2 separate regions of the Hordeum vulgare genome follow, and region 1 is linked to region 2. A link is a contact called in public Hi-C data. All regions are on one chromosome and are shown on one strand. The core of a region is the stretch at or near the end of the contact, and the rest is flanking DNA. Distances in the headings are between cores, read along the strand shown. Region 1 holds the start of LOC123446700 (IRK-interacting protein-like). Region 2 has its middle 7.3 kb from the start of LOC123449153.

What was found. Hi-C and Micro-C count contacts between places; a contact is called where the count stands out from the background.
Region 1: a contact with region 2 is called in a Hi-C map of leaf, with 4 times the contacts expected there. The contact joins the promoter of LOC123446700 here to the enhancer-like site in region 2. A contact is called at or near these places in 2 of 6 Hi-C or Micro-C datasets (leaf and seedling).

The regions. Positions count from the first base shown.
Region 1 is chr4H:501,224,396-501,230,339 of MorexV3_pseudomolecules_assembly, forward strand. It overlaps LOC123446700 (IRK-interacting protein-like), which reads right to left and starts at 3,064. Exons shown (of 2, transcript XM_045123257.1): 1 at 2,544-3,064; 2 at 1,083-2,431. The coding sequence starts at 2,585. The coding sequence ends at 1,169.
Region 2 is chr4H:500,823,098-500,828,792 of MorexV3_pseudomolecules_assembly, forward strand. No RefSeq gene overlaps it. Among protein-coding and RNA genes, the nearest start is that of LOC123449153, 7.3 kb to the left of the region's middle. Within about 2 kb of position 3,189, at least 2 of the 3 cell types and tissues checked have open chromatin away from gene starts, as enhancers often do. A contact at or near this core is called in leaf, where this site is marked.

The DNA.
Region 1 (5,944 bases), core at 1,814-4,313, 400 kb after region 2:
CTCGGAGAAGCCTTTTTTGAATTTTGCAAGGTACGTGTTATCCTATATATTGCAATATGCAAGGGGACAAACAAGAACACAAGACATGTTGCATGTGATGGATTGATGGGCTCCATGATTCTTCTTGCTCAAGACATACTGGGTCTTCCTTCACTAGATTTACCATGGATCTCATAAAATGTAGCTTTCTGTAATGGGATTTCATTTATATCATGTTAGTCACTTAGATGCAAGACATGAACATATTAAAGATGACTAACATGGAAAGCATGGCATGACTGAACGTACACATTATGTAGTGCAAAACTCATGCAGGGTTCAAATACATAAGAGTTATAGGTCAATGGCTATCATCATGCCAAATTTAAGTCTTAAAAATATGGTTACTTATATTATGATGTATTTTTATAACATATTTTTTATTTAAAAATTATCCTCATATAGCTGAAAATGTCATTATTGCGTAGAACACGAAAAATTACACAATATTCATATAAGGCACGTTTTTATCGGATGTACGGATTAAAAGTTACATCAGTTTTAATATAAGATAGTGTGACTCCTTACAGTCAGGCGCCACACAATGTAGTGTGGCTCCTTACTCTTAGGCGCCACACAACAAGGAGTGTGGCCCCAGGTGCCACGTTGGCCAGAGGTGTAACACCCATATTCTAGACGTTACATAGCGTAGTGTGACGCCCGATTGTCAGGCGCCACAGAAAATGGTCAGCTGAGTGGATTTATTTTTGAACGTAGTCCAGTTTGTGAAATTGTTTCGTTTAGAGGTCAATTTTGTCGATTTTGCCTATATTTGGTGAAGTCGGTTTGATGATGCACGTTGGTGTTACCCTTTTACGTTCAAGGATCCGTGGCATCGTTTTCGCTGAAAGGAGCACCCGCATGGCCAGTCAAGATCGTTGGAAGGTCCAATCAACAATTATCAGATTTTGTCTCGGGCTTGCGCGGCTGCCGTCATGACGGTGTAGCTTGTGCAGCAGCGAACCAAAAGATGATCACTTCACTTCAGGCTGAACGCAGAAATGTCGTTCGAGATCAAATAAATCTGAATCACAAGAGCGGAATTAACACCCCATATTCACACATCAATTGAATGCAAACCCTGTTTTTACCACACAAGTAAAATCCGTCCTCGTGTTTTTTTTTTTGACTATACCCTGCTACTCTGACAGCTCTTCACCGCATCCGTACCGCCACCATTCATATCGGTACAGCTACTCCCCAACCCCTCGCCGCCGTTGGCGCTGCTCCCGCCAATTATGTGGCTGCCGGTGCGGCTGTTGTTGTAGAAGCACACGACCTTGCACTTCACCACGCCGGCGCCGGCGACGTATACGTGGAACCCCGGCGCCACCATCATCTTCACGCTGGCCGGCTCCAGCCGCCCGGCGCGCGAGGCCGCGGCGTCCTCCATGAACCGCGAGTCGAAGCGCGCGCCGCGGTCGACGCGCACGACGGGCAGCGGCGGGTGCACGGACCGCGCCAGGAGGCGCACCCCCCACACGCCCTTGGCCGCCAGGAAGAAGGCCTGCAGCAGCGGCTCCGGCCACGGGCGCGCGCGCGCCCACCCGAGGGACGACACCACCTCGCTCATCTTGGCGTCGCAGAAACGGCTCAGCCCGTCGCTGTAGTGCTTCGTCCCGTGGATGAGCACCTCCTCCCAGGTCAGCGCCGCCACGGCGTGGTACGCCGCGAGGTTGGCCTCGCACCGGCCCGCTGGGTCCGCGGTGTGGACGTCGCCGTCGGTGTCCAGCTCGAAGTCCGCGTGGAAGGCGCGGTTCAGGAAGCTCTCGAGGTTGGGGCCGGGGCTCGCGGGGCTGCGCAGGTGGGTGGAGAGCGCGCGCGTGAGGTTCCGCACGGTGGCGCGCGCCGTGGAGACGGCGCGGAGGAACGACTCGACGGGGAAGACGGCGGCGGCCGGCGTGGGGAGCACGCGGGCCTCGAGGCGCGCGAGCTTGAGCTCCAGCTCGGCGAGGGACTGCTTCAGCCGCGAGGTCTCCTCCACCGCGTCGTCCCGCGTCCGCGTGGCCGCGGCGAGCCGCCGCGAGAGGTCGGCCGCGGCCAGGCGCCACTGCTCGCCCTCACCCGCGTCGCCTTCCGAGGCCGACGTCGGAGACGGCGAGGAGCGCGGGGTGGAGCGTCGGGTGAGGGAGACGAACAGCGAGCGGATAACGGCCCCTGGCGACGCCGGCGCCAGGGCGCGCTGCTTGAAGCGGCAGTCGGAGCAGGACACCGCCGCGACATAGGCCGCCGAGTCGGCGGCGCCGCCTTCGCTCCTCCCCCGCCGCGGCGTCTTCTTGGCGCCACCACCACCACCATGCCCGTGGAGCGGCGTCGCGGAGTGCGCGTACTTCTGGTCCAGCTTCTCCGAGGCCGTCGTCGCGACGCCGGCGTGCCGCTTGGTCTCGGATACCTGATGATTACCGCTTAGCATTGCAGCTCTGAAGCAAGCAAGCAAGCAAGAAAGGAGCATCCACGACCCAACTCGACGAACAGAGGCATACATGCATATCGTAAGAACTCACCGCAGAAGTGGAGGTAGGGGAAGGGGACGGGGAGGACACCATGGCTGCGGATCGAACGCTAGCGTCTACGGAGAAGAATGGCCTTTTGTTCGGTTGGGATTTGCGGTGGTCGGACGCTAGCGTAGGGAGGGTGGCTTTTGCCTTGCGGTGGTGGCGGCTGGCGAGGCGACAGTGCTCAGTGCTGTGCTTGCTGTGGTGCGCCGTGTTGGTTGCTTGCGTCTGTAGCCTCTACTGTGCGTGTACGTGGGACGACGTCTTTTCTTGCAGTCTTCGCTACTTCACGGGGAAGGGAACGAGGGCTCAGCCTAGACGCAGGCAGGCAGGACGACGCGGGACATGAATGCCCGTCAGTTCGGGTCGTTGGTGCGTTTAATGCTTCCCACACCCCGTCTGGACCATCTCTCCCTCCCTGCATTGTTCCTCTCTCTCGATCTCCATTTATCGCTCTCCTCTCCTCCTCTTCTCAGATATATTTTTCTGAAGGGCCTCTTCTCTCAGATTTTGCATCTCATGAGAGGAGATACACGTGTTGTATTCACTGCGCAAATACTCGTACGTATCATGAGTTTTTGAGCGGGCACATTAAGGGCAGTCGGCACGGCAGGTTGGGTAGGGAGGACACCATAAATCCGGACGTCGACCCATCTGCTGGACCGCCCCGCACTCTCCAACATGCTGCCAATGAATCCAGAATCGTGGCGCGACCCCGAGTCCCGTGCGTGGAACTGAATGCGGTGGATTCCGTCCTCCTGAGCCTGATGACATACAGTGGAGTGGAGAGGCGCCGATCGACCCTTTCCCGCCTCTTGTCACTTGTTGCGTCACTGCAGCTGCGACGACGTCTGCCGGCTGGTGACTTTCGCGAGGTGCCTCCAGGCGAGGTGCTACTCCGCCTGCGATTTTGAAGTCAAAGAACCCCTGCTCGCTTAGGCCGGAGGACCAGCCCAGCCCATGGCCACCGAGCTCAGAGCCTCAGGCTTGAGATCCGCCATCGCTTGGATCGTACTCGCGACGAAACCAGTCTCCTCGTGCCGCTGTGCCCGCCACAGGAGTTTAAACTGATTTGATCGAACAATTGGATTGTAGTGTAGTGTAGCAGCATTAGATCTGTGGGAGAAAGATTGCGACGGGGAAGCTGTAGTTTTCGCGAATTAAACCGGCAGTGGACTTTGCAGGTGAGGTGCGTCAAGGTAACGAGACCAGCACCTCGGTTTCGACTGGTTCTTGCCGTGACGGCGTGACCTTGAACTAGACAGCACTGACCCGGTCCAAGAATCAAATGGGGTTCGCCTTAAATTTGAAGTTAACTGCACCATGAGTCCATGACGGCATGACCCTGGACGAGACAATATATCGGGTTCAGGAGTCTTTGGGGGGTATAAAAGGACGGTGGTGGATCAAAGTGGCGGGGATGCACGTTACGGCATGCTGATCAACAACCTCAACCTCCGTATGGTCGTCCACAAAAGCTCTCTCGGTCACCAATGCTCGTCCGCATCTCCCCTCCATATGCATGGCGAGGCGACAGGGACGTGGATCCTCTACAAAAAATAAGACAGAGATTGCTAGCGCTGCATACGGATGGACAGCAAATAGTACCGCGGTACCGGCCGGCTGGCACCACGCGTGCATGCATGTACGCCCACAACCACAACCGTTCGCATCACATTATGTAGAGATAGCTACGGACTACAGTACGCGCCGATCAACCCCGACCAACAACCGCGCGCCAAGGCGTGCATCGAGGAAGGACTGGCAGCATGCAGGACGACCAGCTGCAAATTCAAGCGGATCACTGGCAGGCCGGACGATCAGAATTCAAAGCAGCGACGAGATCCGGGCAAATTAGTTGGCCGTGCCTGCCTGTGCCGCCCTTCCCATTTGCCTGGAACCGGGAGAGTGGGAGGCGCATGCCACCGTTGTGCCGGGTTGAACTGACGTACTCCTACATCCCCAACCGAACCGCATGGGCCGAACGGCGAGGCGCGGTGCCATGGCTCCGCATGGCCGCGCGGCGACGTACAGCCCCGTGCGCGTCGTGCCGCACAGAGTTTGGTGTGGTCGATCGTACCAGGCGCCAACCGAACCGCCGGAGTTAATGATGTAAGTGGCGCGGCCGGACGACGAAAGGAGGCGTACGATTCGGAGTACTCGCGGAGTTGCAGTCGCTCTGGAGCGGCGCCGAACGATCGGTCCATCGACCACTGTTCGTTGATCCAGTAGCAGTTGAGTCGTGTGGGAATTCGGCACATAGTTCAGCTGTGTGATCAGGACACAGGGAATGTAGGATCACACGATCGATCGAGCAATAATATGAAATACAAACAGGCTGCATGTCCGACATGCGTATATAGAACACGAGACCATAAATAAACAGGCAGTCATCACCAACCGTCTGTCATCCCCCACAATCCTTCCATAGCCACTGCCGGTCTATACACTGTCATATAGGAGTACAAACTTCTGTCAACTAGTAGAACGTTTGTGCCTTGTTACGACCTACAACACATATATATTAATCAAAAATTGTGTCTCAAGGTCGAAACTTGCTCCTCCCTCATATGTCTCAATGTGTCGGGACATCGAACGACACCCAACAAGCTCCCAAAATTTTAACCGTATGGTGTCTGGGTTTCTCAAATTCAGCCCATATATGGAGGAGAAATATATTCGTCCGAACTATTTGCGATGTTATCTCCAACACAAGGTCCCAAAAAGAACCCACGACACACCCTTTCATTTTCCCACCGGGCCCTCCCCTTCCCACTCGGTTTTCTGTCATAGTTGGACATTTCAAATGGTTCAACATCAATCTTATCTTAAATAGTTAATTGTCCATGTGTGTTGTAATGGGGCGTACATATTCAAATGGTTCAACTGTTGAAAATATGCCCTAGAAGCAATAATGAAATGGTTATTATTATATTTCCTTGTTCATGGTAATTGCCTATTGTTCATGCTTTAATTGTATTAACCGGAAACCGTAATACATGTGTGAATACATAGACCACACCATGTCCCTAGTGAGCCTCTAGTTGACTAGCTCGTTGATCAATAGATGTTTATGGTTTTCTGACCATGGACATTGGATGTCGTTGATAACGGGATCACATCATTAGGAGAATGATGTGATGGACAAGACTCAATCCTAAGCATAGCACAAGATCGTGTAGTTCGTTTGCTAGCGCTTTTCTAATGTCTAGTATCATTTCCTTAGACCATGAGATTGTGCAACTTCCGGATACCGTAGGAATGTTTTGGGTGTATCAAACGTCACAACGTAACTAGGTGACTATAAAGGTGCACTACAGATATACCCGAAAGTATCTGTTGGGTTGGTACAAATCGAGATTGTGATTTGTCACTCTGTATGACGAAGAGGTATCTCTGGGCCCACTCGA
Region 2 (5,695 bases), core at 1,939-4,438:
ATTAAACACTTGGTAAACCTGCTTTCAGACTTTCAGTTACCATTGATTAAGTTCCAAAAGGCAAATAACTATACACTCAGTTGCAGAAATACTTTTCGTGATTTATTTTTTTAACCATTCTCTAAATCATTATGCAATTGCACGCATTTCCTGAATGTAAGATTATGATTTTGTAGATCTGACATAAATGTAAAGTTTTATATATGTTCTTGTGTTTTCTTTACTGAAAGAGTCGTGGACAAACCATTAATGTAGGTGCAGGGGCTTCTTCGATGCAGTATACATTGATAAACTGTGGACTAGGCACTCTCCAGTTCAAGATGACCTCGATTGATGATATTTCCATTATCATTCATTTCATTAGTGAAGAGGATTTAGTCGATTCCAATAAATTTTAGTGATAGTTACTTTTTGTTGGCAATAGCAGTTGTAACAAACATTACATGCCTTAATAATATTTTTTGGTGTTAAGATTTTACAATATTGGCTCACTCGCATTGGTACTTTTATGTGAGGTTGTTTTTTAATCACGGTGACTAATCTTATTTAACAACAACACCTAATGGATAGAATAACTTATATTGTTGTCTGCATGCAACAACATGATGACAACAGTGTGTTAGCTTTCAAATGCAACTTGAGTGACACCACAGAATTGTGTTTTCATTTAACATATACTTACTTCATTTTTAAATATAAAACGTTTTAGATATTATATTATAGACTACATACGAATGTATATACACATATTTTAGATTGTAGATTCACTCATTTTGCTCCGTATGTAGTTCATAATGGAATTTCTTAAAAGACTTGTATTTAAGAACGAAGGGAATACCTTTTATCTAAAGAGATAAGAGCGTTTAGATCACTCTTATATTCTCTTATATTTCTTAATAAAGGAAGTACTTTTTTTAACACTTAGGAGTATTTTGTATTTGTGTGAATCTTATTGGTCAAGGTTTGAGACGTGTTGATGAGTTGCATAGAGGGAGTGCGGTCTCAACCAGTTCGGCACCGTCTGGACGCCAGGGTTGTTGGGACTTTATATGGAAGTGTGGAGCGCTGCCTACAGTTAATTTTTTTGGTTGAAGAATGGCAACAAAATTGCCCTTGAGCTCACGAGCAGATATCCAGTGTGTAGAGTGGAGGAGGAAGATAATTTCCACCCTTTCGTACGATGTCAGTACAGGCGGGATCTGTACCTAAGAATGGCCAACTTGTGGGGGCTCCCGGACATTCAGACCTTTGAAAATTGTGGTAAGGAATGGCTGTTGCAGGTGTTTACATCTAGAACTTGATGACGTGGTTCGTGAAAAACATGCGCCTTCAATGGAAGTCTCGGTCAGATTTCTTCAGACCTACACGGAGTCGGTACTGGCCTACAAAACTAATGCACATGTGGACCCGGTAAAGAGGAAAACTTATGTATCCTTTAAACGAATTCAGGCTCCTAGGAGGGACATGGAAGTGGTACAACGGGGGAGCTCCTACCTGTCCCTCATTGCGGCAGCCCCTGCGCCGCACATGGGGCGAACCGATTGGGCCGACCCAGTTTAATTTCTTTTTTTTCTGTTATTTTTTCCTTTTCTGTTTATTTTCATTTTTGTTTGTTTTTCTTTCTTCCTTCTTTTTCTTTTTTATTTGAAACAAACACACTTTTCGAATTTGAACAACAATTTTTAAAAAACATGAACAAATTTGGAATTGCGAACAATTTTTTAAAGCACAAATATTTTTAAAACTTGAGAACAAAGTTTTGAAAAAAAAACAATTTTGAAAAACCAAAAACAAATTAGAAACCGCAAACAACTTTCTAAAACATAAATAAATTTTGAGAACAAATTTGGAAACCGAGAATAATTTTCAAAAACATGAATTTTTTTGGAAGCATGAATATTTTTTGAATCTTGATAACAAAAATTTGGAAAACCCCGAACAAATTTTAAAGCGCAAACAAATTTTGAAAGCATGCACATTTTTTGAATTTTGAGAACAGATTTTAAAACCAAGAACAATTTAAAAAAAGTGAACAAATTTAGAAGTGCAATTTTTTTTTAATCTTGAGAACAAAATTTTGAAATACCCCAAACAAATTTGAAAGCGTGACGAAATTTTTAAGCGCAAACATTTTTTGAGTTTTGGGAACAAATTTTGAAACCGAGAACAATTTTTTAAAAAGGAACAAATTTGGAAGCACAATTTTTTTTTGAATCTTGTGAACAAACTTTTGAAAAGGAGAACAAATTCGAAGGCACGGACATTTTGAAATGGATAAAAAAAGTAAAACCAAGAACAACTTTAAAAAAACATTAACAAATTTGTGAGCACAAACAATTATTTAAAGCACGGACATTTTTGAATCTTGAGAACAAAATTTTAAAAGGAGAACAATTTTGAAAAAAAACAAACAAATTGAAAGCACAAGGAAATTTTTAAACCACGAACATTTTTGAAGTTGAAGATTTTTTTTTGAAACATAGAACAATTTTGAAAAATCGTGAACAAATTTGGAAGCGTAAACAATTTTTTGAAGCACGAATATTTTTTGAATCTTGAGAACAAATTTTGAAACAGAAAACAAATTTCAAAAATCCCAAAGAAATTTGGAAGCACGAACAAATTTTTAAAGCACGGACTTTTTTGAATTTGAAGAGCAAATTTTGAAACAGAGAACAATTTTGAAAAAACCCGAATAACTTTGGAAGCGCAAACAATTTTTTAAGCACGTCCTTTTTTTGAATCTTAAGAATTGTTTTAAAACTGAGAATATTTTGAATCTTAAGAACAAATTTTGAAACCAAGAGCAATTTTCATAAAATATAGAACATTTTTTGAAATTCCAATAATATTTTTTGAAAATACGGAATATTTTTGGAAACAGAAACAGAAAAGAAAAAAGAAACAGAAAGAATAAATAAAATGAAAAAGAAAAAAAAACAGCTAATGAGACCTTCTAGAAGTTTCCCAAACTGAAAAAAACCGGCTGAGAACCTCTAGAAGGTTCCAAAACCAGACACTGAAGCGCCGCTACCGGGTCAGACTGATTCCCCTCCCGCTCTGTGCGAAGCCTCGACACCGCTTCGCACAGAGCGGCAAATAGGATTTTCCGTACAACGGTGGACTAAGCCAATGGATGGATGGGCCAAACTTAACATGGATGCGTCCTTTGTCATGAGGGAGGATGCTGAGGGTGAGATGATCTTATGGGATTCTGCTAAAGAAAAAGGTTTTAGACGTGTGTTGTACGTATAAGCTTACAAGTTAGGAAAGACAGCCGGGGCACGTATGGTCATGTGTCGCTAATAGCGATTGCTACGACGTGTGTTGCTCACATAGCTCGTCCCCCCATCGGTCAATTTGGACCGGCCCGTCCGTATAGGTAGCTCCTAGAGCCTAGCGTATGCACTACGTTTTAATTTAATTTTATTTTCTCTTCCATTTATGATGTTTTTTGGTTTTCTATTGATTTTTAAATAACTTTCCCTTTTTATATAGTTTTCTCTTCTCATTTCCAATATATGGTTAACATTTTTAAATACACAATAAACATTTTAATATACGCTGAACAATTTTTATATACAATGAATATTTTTAAATACATTCGGAACAAATTTAAAATATACTGAACATTCTATAAATACATATTGAACAACATTTTAATATACAATGAGCACTTTTTAGTATACAATGAAAAATTTATCAATACATACTAAACCTTTTTTAAATATACAATGACTTTTTATATACAGTGAACTCCATAAAAATGTATGGTGATTTTTTATATATTGTAGATTGTTTTCCTAGTACGTACTGATTTTTTTAATGCACAATGAATATTTTATTTAGAAACAATATCAAAGAGAAAAGAAAGGAAAAACAGAAAATCGGACAGAATAAACACATAGAAGAAATATTTGTGAATTTGCAAAATTTGTGAATTTGAATAGATATTCTATGATTTTTCAAAAAGTAAAAGGAAGTGAAAAGTAAAAATAACAAAAGCAACAGAAAATAATTAAAAAGAGAACAAAAAAGTGACCAGAGAAGCAATAAAGAGAAGAAAAAATAATAATGTGGAAATCAACCAGAAAAATACTTTCCTGAGCCTTAGCCCATGTTCGACTAGCGTGGGCGACGGTGTGATACGTATTGCAACGTGCGATACATATCAGTTGCGCGGAGCACCGGAGTATCGGAGCAACTAGTTTATTTTTCTCGTGAGACGGGATTGTGCTTCCATAGTTCTGTTTCTGTGCTTCTCCGGAAGTGAAACACAATTGTACTCCCTCCGTTCTTAAATATAAGTTTTTTTAAATATTTCAATAAAGGACTACATTCGTATGTATATAGAAATATTTTAAAGTGTAGATTCATCTATTTTGCTTCGTATGTAGTTATTCAGTGAATTTTTTTAAAAGACTTATATTTAGAAACAGAGGGAATACTTATGCATGAAATATAATTATGTTTCATGGGAGAATAATACGTGTTTCTCAAAAAGCAAAGTACAATCGTGTTTCCGGATAAAGCATAATTGTGCTTCCATGATTTTTTTCAGTTTGTGTTTTTCTTGGTTTCTTTTTTTGGATTCCAAGGTTTGGCGTTTTTTGGTTTCTGTTTTTTTTCTTGGTTTCCTCTTTTGTGTATTTTTTTTCAGTCTTGATTTTTTCCCTTTTGACTTTAACTTTTCTGTGCGCAACAGAGTTGTGCTTTTGTGCTTCCTCAAAAGTGAATAATAGATGTGTTTTCGTGTGAAATACACACCATGCAAGTTAGTTTACTTGAAAGCACGGATTAGCAGAAGTTGGAAGCACAAATAAGTGCAAGCTGGAAGCACATAATTATCAAAAATAAGATCGTCGAAACCTATCAACATGAAATCTAGAATCGAACATCTTGATACGGGAAATACAATGATGAAAATGATTTATGAGTTGGATGCATAGTTCAAAAGATAAAACCTAAAAGTGAATATATGAAGGAAAAACAAATAAAACAATGCATGACTCCCGTATGTGAGAAGAAAATCCCAACAAACTCCTATGTTGTGACAAATGCCACACATGCAATGCGCCACTTGTCATGATCACACGAGGCGAGAGTGATCTTTGCAAGAAGTACCCCCTACCTATTTAGTGATTTCGCCGAAGCACCTGTTCGCATCCATACGAAGCCTTTCCTATCTCAGCTTTGACTTGGTGGACTTGCGTCTTGTGTGCCACCGTCGTGATGGTATACATGCTCATCTCGACCACGCAATTATGTCCCAAAACACGATCATGCAAACCCTATTTGATTATCGGCATATCTCTCAACCAGGCTTCGTGATGCAATTTTGGTGAATTTGGTTACTTATGCGTCCATCTAGGCCTACATAACACATAACTCAAGGCAACACGGAGTCTCATTTTGGAGGAACCACCATATTGGACATTTCGAGCAAGCCCGGTCACAACGTTCACAAGGAGGGCATGTGGCTGGAAGGGGATGCACGCGCATGGACGAATGAAAGACGATGCGTTGTTTCCTGAAGCGGTGTCATAAATACACTATCACTCACAAATGTTTCTTAAATTTTGTTGAAGTGGTCTCAATTCTCATGACTTGTTTTTTACCGCGTTTATTTCCACTGGTGATGAACTTTGATGCTTGATGCACATAATCTGCTATTTTGTTATAGCATTTACTTTAA